Regions from separate parts of the Ovis aries genome. Here region 1 is linked to region 2. Evidence: chromatin contacts called from public Hi-C data. All regions are on one chromosome and are shown on one strand. The core of a region is the stretch at or near the end of the contact, and the rest is flanking DNA. Distances in the headings are between cores, read along the strand shown. Region 1 holds the start of CFAP77 (cilia and flagella associated protein 77). Region 2 holds the start of BARHL1 (BarH like homeobox 1).

The links. Hi-C and Micro-C count contacts between places; a contact is called where the count stands out from the background.
Region 1: a contact with region 2 is called in a Hi-C map of liver, with 7 times the contacts expected there. The contact joins the promoter of CFAP77 here to the promoter of BARHL1 in region 2. A contact is called at or near these places in 6 of 16 Hi-C or Micro-C datasets (hypothalamus, liver, skin fibroblasts and 1 more).

What each region holds. Positions count from the first base shown.
Region 1 is chr3:4,450,071-4,456,141 of ARS-UI_Ramb_v3.0, reverse strand. CFAP77 (cilia and flagella associated protein 77) reads left to right here and starts at 1,545. Exons shown (of 6, transcript XM_004007129.5): 1 at 1,545-1,838. The coding sequence starts at 1,644.
Region 2 is chr3:4,291,211-4,296,500 of ARS-UI_Ramb_v3.0, reverse strand. It overlaps BARHL1 (BarH like homeobox 1), which reads left to right and starts at 1,513. Exons shown (of 3, transcript XM_027968318.3): 1 at 1,513-2,710. The coding sequence starts at 2,245.

The sequences.
Region 1 (6,071 bases), core at 296-2,795, 160 kb before region 2:
TGTGTGAAAGAAAATAAGGCAAATACTAAGGACCAGTGAATCTAGGCCTTGCAGATGGTGACTGCAGCCATGAAATTAGAAGACGCTTGCTCCTTGAAAGAAAAGCTATGACCAACCTAGACAGCATATTAAAATGTAAGAGGCATTATTTTGCCAACAAAGGTCCATCCAGTCAAAGCTATGGTTTTTCCAGTAGTCACATATGGATGTGAGAGTTGGACCATAAAGACAGCTGAGTGCCAAAGAATCGATGCTTTTGAACTGTGGTGTTGGAGAAGACTCTTGAGAGTCCCTTGGACTGCAAGGATATCTAACCAGTCAATCCTAAAGGAAATCAGTGCTGAATATTCATTGGAAGGACTGATGCTGAAGCTGAAGCTCCAGTACTTTGGCTACCTGATGAAAAGAACTGATTCACTGGAAAAGACCCTGATGCTGGGCAAGATTGAAGGCAGGAGGAGAAGGGGATGACAGAGGACAAGATGGTTGTATGGCATCACCAACTCAAAGGACACGAGTCTGAGCAAGCCCTGGGAGCTGATGATGGACAGGGAAGCCGGGAGTACTGCAGTCCATGGGGTCACAAAGAATCGGGCATGACTGAGCGACTGAACTGAATGAATCTAGGTGAAGTCTACACAGATTTTCATTGCACTCTTCTTTCAAAGTTTCTGTAGCTTTGAACTTAAAAAAAAGGGGAAAATCCGAAAGGGAAGGAGTATTAAAATGCAGATTCCTAGAACCCATTTCCAGATATTCTGATTCAGTGAGTCTGTATTTTTCAACTTCTCTTTATTCTGTTGCACAAAGTTGGGTACCATTGATTTCATTCAACTCTAGACTTTCCTCACTACCCATTTCACAGAAGAAAACAGAGGACTCAAGAAGGCGACTAATTTGAGATTAGCGGTAACATCAGTCCTAGAATGCAAATTTCTATTTCATCCTGAAACGCATAGCAGCCTGCCCTGGGGTTTTGTGTGTGTGTGTGTGTGTGTGTGTGTGTGTGTGTGTGTGTGTCGAGGGAACGGGGCGGGGGCGGGGGGTGGGATGGAGACAGGGGAGGGGCGCTGGGAAAAATGGGATGGGGTGGAGTGGAGGGGAGTGTTTTAACTTGGAAATCAGGTGTAAGTGGTCCTCTAGAAATCCGTCGCTTTTAAAATCTGTGTAGACTTCACGTAGATTCATAGCCCAGTGGTGATTCCTGAGTTTTCCTCGAGTAAGAAAACTCAGAAACAGGTCCAATTAGGTGGCCGCTAGTAAGTTTCCTGTAAGTCAATCAACCTGCTCTGTTGCAGCGCCGTTGGCGTCCCGTCGCCACGGAGACGGGCGGTTCCATTTTTCCTTAAGGGGTGGTCATGATTTTCTCCCCTTTTCAAATCCATAGCGAGGCTCCCAGAAGACGCTCTCATAAACCTACAGAGGGGTTTTTGTGGGTCTTAGCTCTCCTCGCAAGGAGGTGGGGGAGCGCGAGGTGGGCACGCCCCCCTCCGGATGGAGCCCGGCGTCCGAGCCTACCCCGGGGCCTAGGTGGTGCGTCCCGCGATTGGGGGCTCACCTGCTCAGAGCTCCGCGGCTGCCCTCCCCCAAGCTGGAAAGCCCGCTGAATCCAGCGGGCCGGCGACTCCCAGCCACCCCCCAGGATGCCAGAGGCTAGGAACTCCTGCCAGGACCTCACGCGATGGAAGAAGAAGAAGCCGCCGGTCCGCCGCACGGTCAGCCAGATCTGCCCACCCCCGCGGCGGCCCCTGACCGTGGCCGACATCCGGCCGGGCATGGAGAACGAGAGGCTGGGGGTCGTGCGGGATTCCATGTTTCAGAACCCGCTCATCGTCAAGGTGAGGCCCGCCCCACACCCACCGGCCCCTTTGCGCTCGTCCCCTCACTGGACATCCGCGGGGTCGCGGGTTTTCACCTGTTTTGCCCGGGTCCCACCGCTCCCGCCCGAGCGTGGCGTTGGAAGCTCCAGCTCTGGTTCAGACAGACCTGGAACCCCCCGTCCCTCGGCCTTGGTGAGGTCAGTGGCAGGCCGCGTAGTCTCGCTGAGCCTTAGTTTCCTCATCCTCAAAGTGGGTCGAAAATGGAACTCTTTCAAGGGAGTGATCGGGCAGATCGCATAAGGTAATCCCTGCGGGACCGCCGACACGCGCGCGGTAAGCCCTCCACGTTGGCGGCTGCTGTTCGCCTATGTATTCGCCCAGAATGAACCCAAGGGGTGACAGACTGGTTGTCCTTACCACCTGCCAGCCCTCCCAGGGCGCAGGCCTCCTCCCTCAATCCTCCTGCACGCCTGGGCTGCTATTGTGTACGAGGGTTCTGTATCTATCCTGAAAGTATCACTTCCGTGTTAATTTCCACCCGGTCATACTCTTATGCAAAATTACGACCCGAAGCATCGTCCCCACACCCACCGCCAAAAAGCGCAGAACTCTCTGCCATAGGGGGCCCACAGGCAACGGCGAGAGGGAGGCGCAGTTTCCAAAGTGATCACCCAACGCCGTGGCATCCACGCGCCTTCCCGGGATGAGGGCGCCAGGAAAGTCAAGTTGAAATTTGGCGCTAGGAAAGCAGGTCATGCAATTTTACCTTATGCCACTGGAGGGCAGTGTGCCTTTAAAAATGCGCGCAGCTCCCTAGACGCCGGAGGTGGAAGGCGCAGGTGATAACCGTGGATTCAGTAGCAATTATTTATCTGAACGCCAGGAGCTGCTCAGAGCCCAGAGGTTTTGGTTGTTGTTTGTTTGTTTGTTTTTGGTACAGGGAACCTAGGCTATCTTAACATCGTAGTAAGATGAGCTGAGTTAATTGGCTCCTTTGAAAACCTTGACTTTCTCCTCTTGCCTTCTTCAAACTATCGTTATGTTCCTGGGCCAGCAGCTGGGAGAAGCTGGCTTGTTTCACTGGACATTCATCCATCTAATATGCTCCCCTTCTTTGGCCACCCAAAGTGGAGCAAAGTTCTTCACCTGAGAGTGAGAATAGTCACTCTCAGAGGACAGGTGCCTCCCACAGATGAGATCAAGATCAGACATTCTGGGATCAAGAGAACATCAACATCCCTGCCTCTGATCATTGCTTTCACTCAAGCAGTTACTGATGGGCCAACACCTTCCTACTTCAGTACAAAATGGACAGACAACATGATGGAGTTATTCTCTATGGCGAATTAATAGTGTGTGATACCCGTCCCAAGCTACCATATATACATAGAGACACATATATAATACAGGTATATGTGTAGATATACAGGGGGCACTGTGGTAAAGAGCCCGCCTGCCAGTGCAGGCAGATGTAGGAAACAGGTTCAGTCCCTGGCTTGGGAAGATCCCCTGGAGGAGGGCATGGCAGTCTACTCTAGTATTCTTGCCTGGAGAATTTTATGGACAGAGAAGAATAGCAAGCCACAGTCCGTAGGTCACAAAGAGCTGGACACGACTGAAATGACTTAGCATGCACACAAACACATACACGTATGTTTTGCATATATGTGCGTACGCATGACATGTATTCCCAGGTGGCTCAGTGACAAAGAATCCACCTGCCAAGCAGGAGACAAAGGTTCCCTCCCTAGGATCGAAGGAAGATCCCCTAGAGAAGGAAATGGCAGCCCACTCCAGTATTCTTACCTGGGAAATCCCAGGGACAGAGGAGCCTGGCAGGTTACAGTCCATGGGATTGCAAAAAAGTTGGACACAGCTTAGCAACAGCTGAACAACAGCAACAAGCAACAGCAACAAGCAACAGCAACAAGCATACATCTCTAGGTAAAAAATCCTGTACCTTTTCCCTTTTGCTTGTACTGCGTATCCAGAAGGACAGCATTTGGCCTCTGGATGGCGCTAGCTGCACAGCTTCCAGACATTCAGTCCCAATTCCTGAACCTGAGCTTTGGGCTGGAAAATGTACAGGAGTCAGTGGCCTATGGGTGGCGGTTCTGTCTTCAGGGCCTGAGACACAGAGCCAGCAGGGACGGGGCTCGAGCGGCAGGGGGCGTCCTGGTGACTGTGCCCAGCTTGTCTCGGGGCAGCTGGACTTCTTTCTTTCATCCCTCCAGTTTTTAATGGGCCCTAAGGTACAGATAGAGGATGAGATGGTTGGATGGCATCACCGACTGGATGGACATGAGTAGGAGTAAACTCCAGGAGTTGGTGATGGACAGGGAGGCCTGGTGTGCTGCAGTCCATGGGGTCGCGAAGAGTCGGACACGACAGAGCGACTGAATTGAACTGAACTGAACTGAACTGAACTGAAGGTACTTTCAGTAGCAGTTAAGATTTTGCCCACATTTCAATACTGACCTCTGCTGCCAGATTTTCTATCAAAACCTGACCTAAGTCAAAGCTGCAGAAACCCTGAGCCCGAGGAGTAACCTTGACTGTTACCTTCTCCTGGGTGTGCTGAGGCTGCGTGGTGGGCTCTCTGTGCAAGGTTCTGGCAGGACTCAGGATAGAAGCGACGTTCACTGGCTCCCAGCACAGCTCTCCTCTTACCACTTCAAACTCCAAACAGCTTCCTGTATTTTAAAGAAAATTTAAATTATGAAAAAACTTGGGGAGGGAGGGTTTCAGCTCTCGAGGAAAGGAGAAGATTGAAAGTATCCAAAATGGTGGAGCCTTAAAAAAAAATCTTTTCAAAAATAATGTATTACTGAACTTTCTGTTGAGGCATGGCTTATGGATTTCTTCCCTGTGGCATGTCAGTTTCACGAACGCAGATTTTCAGACCCTCCTTTCTGTGTGCTTTCTCACTGTGTGCAGCAGAGGCAGGAGTGCCCTCTGCCCGGAGGATGATTGGAACTGAGATATATTTGGGTTTTGTCTCACTCTGAACCTGAAGGCTGTATCTATATTGGGAGAATGTAACACCATAGCTATAGTCATTTACTCCCCCGAAACTGGGGGTGTTATTGCTCAGATTGTTTTCTCCAGTGAATAGGATCAGGGCTTTTTTTTTCATTTAAAATGCAGACACATTGCCTTGAACAAATACAACGGTGCTGTTTCACACCTATGGAATTTACGGGGACGCACACATATCAGCTATTCAAGAATGTGTCTGCAAGATGCCACCGTAACCAAGTGAAAAGTGAAAACCTCAGACATCCAAGAGATATTTTATCAGCAAATGCTCAGCAACTGTTTGCCTCATTTAAAACCAAGCCAACTGGCTATTGAGTGGGGCTGGTTGAATCAACCCCGTGTTTTCCTGTGGCCCCCAAGAAGATGTAAATATTTTCCACTAGAAAGGGCTCCTATTCTATTGTATAAAGTGATGTGAGCCAGTTTTCCTTCAAATGTGATTCTCTGGGAAGAATAAAATTAAATAGAGAAAGAAGCCAGCTTCTCCCTCCTTGATTCTCATTCCGCCAGAACTCTGTGACTCAACATAGGATCCTGCTCCAATAGCCTTGAAGGCTCCTTCACAGAACCTGTCAGGGTTCGCCCTTCCTGCCAGCCGAACTCAGCTGATATCCTGTCAATACAATTATGGGGAGAGACTGTTTGGTTTGCTTCGCTGACAGCCTTGAATCTTCCGTTGCCCTAGAGAGGCAGGTGCGGTACAGGGATGGAATTTATTGAATTGAGCATCCTTAGAGAGTGCAAATGATCACGGCACCCGATTTTTTCATAATTTATCACTGACTTTGTTTTTCTGTGGGGGTTTATGTCACAAATAAGAAGTGCATTCGTTTGTAAGATAGAGTTACAGAATCACATCATTTGGGGGCTGGAAGGAGGCTTACAGCCATCTAGTCCAATTCTTTTTTTTGAGGATCTTAAGGCTCAGAGGAGGGAAGAGACTTGCCCAAGGTGCTACCCTGACCTGCTCACCAAAGTGGGGTGAGACTTACATCACCTGGCCTCCAGTCCTGAGCTCTTTTTGGCCACAATGCATGATTAGCTAATAAGTGACGACCCAGATTGGTTATGTATCTGTAGCACAGGCAGTCAAAAGATGTTCACCAATGAGTCTGATTCCATTATTGTTTCACGCAACATGACTTTCAGAGTGAACTCTACTAATTTCTTGGGATTTGTTCAGAGTCAAGAAATATTTACTGAATGTTTATG
Region 2 (5,290 bases), core at 264-2,763:
TTCCAATCTGCCAGGAGGCTCAGAGGGAGAGCGCGGGGAGCCGGGCAAGGGGCCACCGCCGGCCTGGCTCGAGGGAGAAGAAAGTTTCTGCTCCGTCCAGCTGCACCGGTCTTCCCCGGCCGGGTCTCGGGTGTAGGGCGATTGGGGCGCTTCGCTATTCCGCAGCGATCTTAGATGCTCAGTCTGAAGCGGGGCTACGGTATTTTCTTGGGGCCCGAGGGTAGAGGGGCCAGGAGGGTGCCTGCCCGCTTGGAAAGACCTGAGCTCCGGGCGCAGGGCGGGTGAAGGGCGCCTCTGGTAGGCCCGCGGGTTGGTTTTCCTCCGCCCTTTGACCGCAGAGCTGGTCGCCCACCCCTGGGGTAGCCTCTAGAGGATCCAGGCCCCAGGCGCGCTTCAGATCTGCCCGCAGCCCTGGGCCCCGAGCGGGAGGCCGAACCCTGAAAGGAGCAGAGCTGGAGTACCACCGTGGCGGAGTTGGGGAGGGTGGAGGGGGCGAGTTATTCACAGCCAAAAGACCGTGTTTCCAGCGCTGCTTTGAAAACAAATCCTCGGGCGCGCTTTCGCTGCTCGCGAAATATGAAGTCGTTAGCAGACGTCTACACTCGCACTCAGAAGCTAGCGCAGGTTCCTCTTTAGAGGCACAAAAACACCCGACCCCCGAGACACGCTCCGCCGCAGGAGAGACTGTCGGCTGGGTTGGGGTCCTTTGCGCGGCCCCTCTCGGGCCACACGGGTTTCTTGGGGTCCCTCTAACGTCCCAGACTCGACATGCCCAGCTTTCCAGCCTCGCCCCACAGTGAAGCCGTGGTTCTGTCTCCTTCCAGGCGCAGACACCAAGCTTTCCCCACCCCTGCCAGGCCCACCGGATCCAAAGAGGTCAGAGAGGGGGGCTACAGATTTTCCTTCCCGAAAAACATGTAGACCCCAAAGGAAATGCCCGAAAACGATGCAACAAATTAAAATCTCTTCTCCACACATACAATTCTTTTTCTGCTGGGTTTAGTCCCTTTTTCTTGCTAGAGGAAGGAAAAAAAAAAAAAAAAACCGGCAGGGCAGGGAGGTAAGGAGGGGGTAGAAAAGGTATCATTGACAGCCCGATGGAAGAATAATTTGAATAACTGTGGGAAAGTGTAGGGGAAAAACTTAAAAACCTTACGTCCTAACCCAATGGCAGCGGCAGCCGAGCTTTGGACCCCTCCCTGCCCGCCTGTACCCCCCTCGGCTAATCACCCTCATTAGGAGCCTCATCACTGGCCTAATGAAAGCAAACCGTGTGGAAATCGCCGGTAAACAGTTGGGTCTGTGCTGTAATTAATTCAGTGTCTCTTTTAATCAAACTGAAAGGAATCGGGCAGTGGCTTGCGGAGCCGTGACATCACCCCCAAAATCGGCCAGAGCCAATCAGCGTCATCACTCCGGGGACACGTGGGCGAGTCCCCTTAAAAACACACACACACACACACAAAACACAACGGAAAAAAAAAAAAAAAGAAACGAAAAAAAAAAAACCCAGCCCCAAAGTAAAAGTGACACAAGTTCATTTTTTAAAGGAAAGGGGGGGAGGCGAAGGCGCGCGCAGAGGACAGGCGGAGAGCTGCAACCGAGGAGCTGGGAGGCGCTGTCCACGGTGCTGACGGGGCCCCCGGAGCGGTGGGAGCGTGGAGAGAAGACCTCCCCGGCCAGGTGGAGCGTCATGCGCCGAGGGCCGCCGCCGCCGCTATCCGCGGTGCTGACGCCGCCAGGTGCGCTCCGATCCCCTGGCTGGTAGCGCGGCTCGGGCCCGCTGCTATCCGCGGTGCTGACCCCGCTGCCCTCGGCCACCGCTCGCCTGGAAGAAGCGTACAGTTTGGATTTTTTTTTTTTTTAAGCCCTTCTTTATTTAGATTCCAGCGTCTTCGCATCTCTTCTGTGCCAAAGGGGAGCTCAGGCCGTCCATCTCCCCCTTGGCTCTCCCCAACTTGGCGCACCCTCCCTCCCGTTTCTCCCTGACACTCCCACCACCCCCCCTCGGCTCGGCTGCTCGGTGCGATGCTGCAGAAGACGCGCTGAGCCCTTTTGGATCTAATGCGCAGAGGAGGTTGGCCCAGAGCTCCTGGGCTCCCCCAAGGCTGAACTCCATCCAAGGTGCCCGCAGGCTCCCTGCCCGCCTTCCCCATGCCAGCCCGCAGCTAGGGGCAGGGGCAGCGGCGGCTGGGGTTGGGGGTGGGTGGGGAGCTTTTGGGGAGGACAGGTCGCAGCTTGGCTATGGAAGGCTCCAATGGCTTTGGGATCGACTCCATTCTCTCCCACCGAGCGGGCAGCCCCGCCCTTCCCAAGGGGGACCCCTTGCTCGGGGACTGCCGCTCTCCCCTGGAGCTGAGTCCTCGCTCAGAGAGCAGCAGCGACTGCTCTTCACCAGCCTCGCCAGGAAGGGACTGTCTGGAGACGGGAGCCCAGCGGCCTGGCGGGGCTTCGGGACCAGGTTTGGACTCCCACCTGCAGCCTGGGCAGCTCTCGGCCCCAGCCCAGTCTCGCACCGTGACCTCCTCCTTTCTGATCAGGGACATCCTTGCCGACTGCAAACCGCTTGCGGCCTGTGCACCCTACTCTAGCAGCGGGCAGCCAGCCGCTCCTGACCCTGGGGGCCGTCTTGCGGCCAAGGCTGGGGAGGACTTTAGAGACAAGCTGGACAAAAGTGGCAGCAACGCCTCATCGGATTCTGAGTATAAAGGTAAGAAAGTGGGAGATGAAAACCTAGGGGAGGGGGGCTCCATTTCTGAACACGGCATTAAAACTGGGGTGCACACACGCAGGGACAGGCACATGCTCACCCGGAGCGCCCCCGGGCCCAGGCAGAGCCGCTGGTCTCATCTGAAGCTTTCAGTCAGTCAGCCCCGTGGTTATGCTTTTGAGCAACAAAGAGTCCAGCGGAGAGAGCGAGGAGAGGAATTCTATGTGACCCAGGAGAGATTCCCGAAAACATACAAAGCAAACTTTCCAAACTTCGGCTGGGACTAACCAACCCTCCGATGGGAGAAGCAAGTTCCTCTCAGGCCAGTGGCTCTCTGGGAAAAGACCTTGCAGAAGCAACGGAAGACCCAATGGGTTCTGCTCGAATGTTTTTTTATAAGGGGGAAAACCTAGCAGGAAATTTCAGCTGGAGCGCTGAGAACAGTCAATTTTCCACCCTTTAATTTGAATATCCAGATGGGGAGGGGAATTCAGCTTCCTCTCCCGTTGGCCCCCGGTGTGATCCGGGTCCAGGGAATCCTGCAAAAGAAATGCTCAGTTCAAAGTAGAAACAGCAGTCGGGCAGGCGGCTGGCTGGCTGGGATCGAGTTCAGAGGTCTCCGTGCTCACCCAACTGTTCTCACTGGATTTCATTTGAAGTGCACTGAGCAATCAACTTTGGGCTGTGTGTGTGGGACCCAGAGATCCCCTAGCACCCAGCCTATACTGGGGTTGCAGGACCCTTTACTTGCTTTTTCTCCCCGTGAATCTTTCCATAGTTTCCTTTCCATCCTCCTTAACCAGAGTGCTGAGATCAGCACTAAGAGGGAAGAGGGAAGGAGGAAGGAAAGAAGAAAGAAAGGAAAAAAAGAAGGAAGGAGAGAAAGAATTCCTTAATTTTGTTTCTCGTCCTGGCCACTGCCTTGACTTTAGGTCTTTGGTGAGGCCAGAGGCACAAAGTTTTTTCTCAGGGAGAAGTCAGGAGGCAGGAAGGGAAGGAGTTTCAGAGCACTGTGTCCCCATCCAGTAGAAAATGAAGGGCTGGCAGGGGCTGTTCAGAGCTCTTTCAGCCTTATAATTAATTCCCGGTATGCTTTCCATGAGATAAAGCTTCCCTATAAAGCCAACTTCTATATTGTCTTGGGGGCCCTACATCTCCTGACCCATATTTGCACTAAGTCATCACAAAAATTTAGGAAGGCTCATTTAACACTTTCCTCCCAACCAAGAATTCATTATGGACACGCCCTGACCTCAAACCAAAACCCATATGGGGCCCCACTCCACATCTCATTCCCTCCTCCACTGCCCCAAGCAACCGGTGGAGACTCCGAGGTCTCCCTGGGTCAGCCGTGCTAGATGGGCAGGTTGGGTTGGAGCTAGAGGAAGGGGGTCCAGATGCCTGTGGCCCAGGGACCCCTGCTCCTCCCCCCAGGTCTGTTTAGAGAGACAAGAAAAACTTGCCTGGGAGAAAAACAGGTGTGTGGTGGGGAAGTGAGGGGGAGCAAGGGAGGCAAGGTAAATATATATGTGTAACACCATATTTTATTATTTATAATTCTCAACAACACCCAGATTTATAGTTAGAGTAAGCCGCAAGACCCTCCTGCACCGCGTGTTGCTGGTGAAAGAGTTTGGCTCGTGTCTCTTTATTTGTTTATTTTTTTGCCCATAGGTGGGATTTTGAGTCAAGGTTTCGGTTAAGATAATTGGAATATCAATTTTCTTCTCTTGTCCCTGATGATATCTGATCGGGGTGGTGATGAGGGCCGGCTGTCCACATATCACTTAAATAGGGTTGGAGCTGAAGATAGAGGAAGGTCTCCCCAACATTTGCATCAACAAAGTCCCGGGTGAAGAAGAAGAAATAACCGCCTCCGGAGCATTTCTCAAAGGCGGACCCGAAGCAGGAGACCTTACCGAGAGACAGAGAGACAGACAGACACACGGGGTTGGCAGCTAAGCGACTCCCCTATCCACCTACCATGCAAAGAGTCCCTCCTCCAAGGAGGGCACGCAGGGAAGGTCAGTCCTATCCCAAGTTTTGGCATCAAAGGTTCCTCAGCATAGCATTTAAAGAAGCGGAACCGGGCTTTGAAGTCAGGCGTTCTGCAGCACACGGCCTGGCTTGCAAGAGCCGATATCCATGGAGAAATGAACGGGCACTGTGCTCCCAGCCGGGAAGGTTGGGGCGGGGGGTGGGGGGGGTGGGCCTGGAACTCTCAGGCGTTGAGATTGACTGAGCCTGCTTCGGAGGTTGAGGCTGGGCACCCGCGAGTGTGTATCTGAAGGCTCCAACCTGCGCCTGAGAGAGGAATTAGAGAAAAAGCCCCAGGAGCCAACCCGTTCTTCTGGACACCCTAAACTCAACCTCCACCCCACCCCCCAACCTTGGAGCTCAGTCCTGAGAAATGGGGGGGTTTTACAAATAGGCCAGACAATGAGGTCAAAAAGTAAGGTTTCCACAATATCAAGTTAGAGGTTTGGATAATCGTTTCCTCAAACTTGTTCCAACTTTACCTGCCTGGCCTAGACAGAAAAGATCCCCCATCCTAACAGATCCCCATCTCCTGAGGCAGCC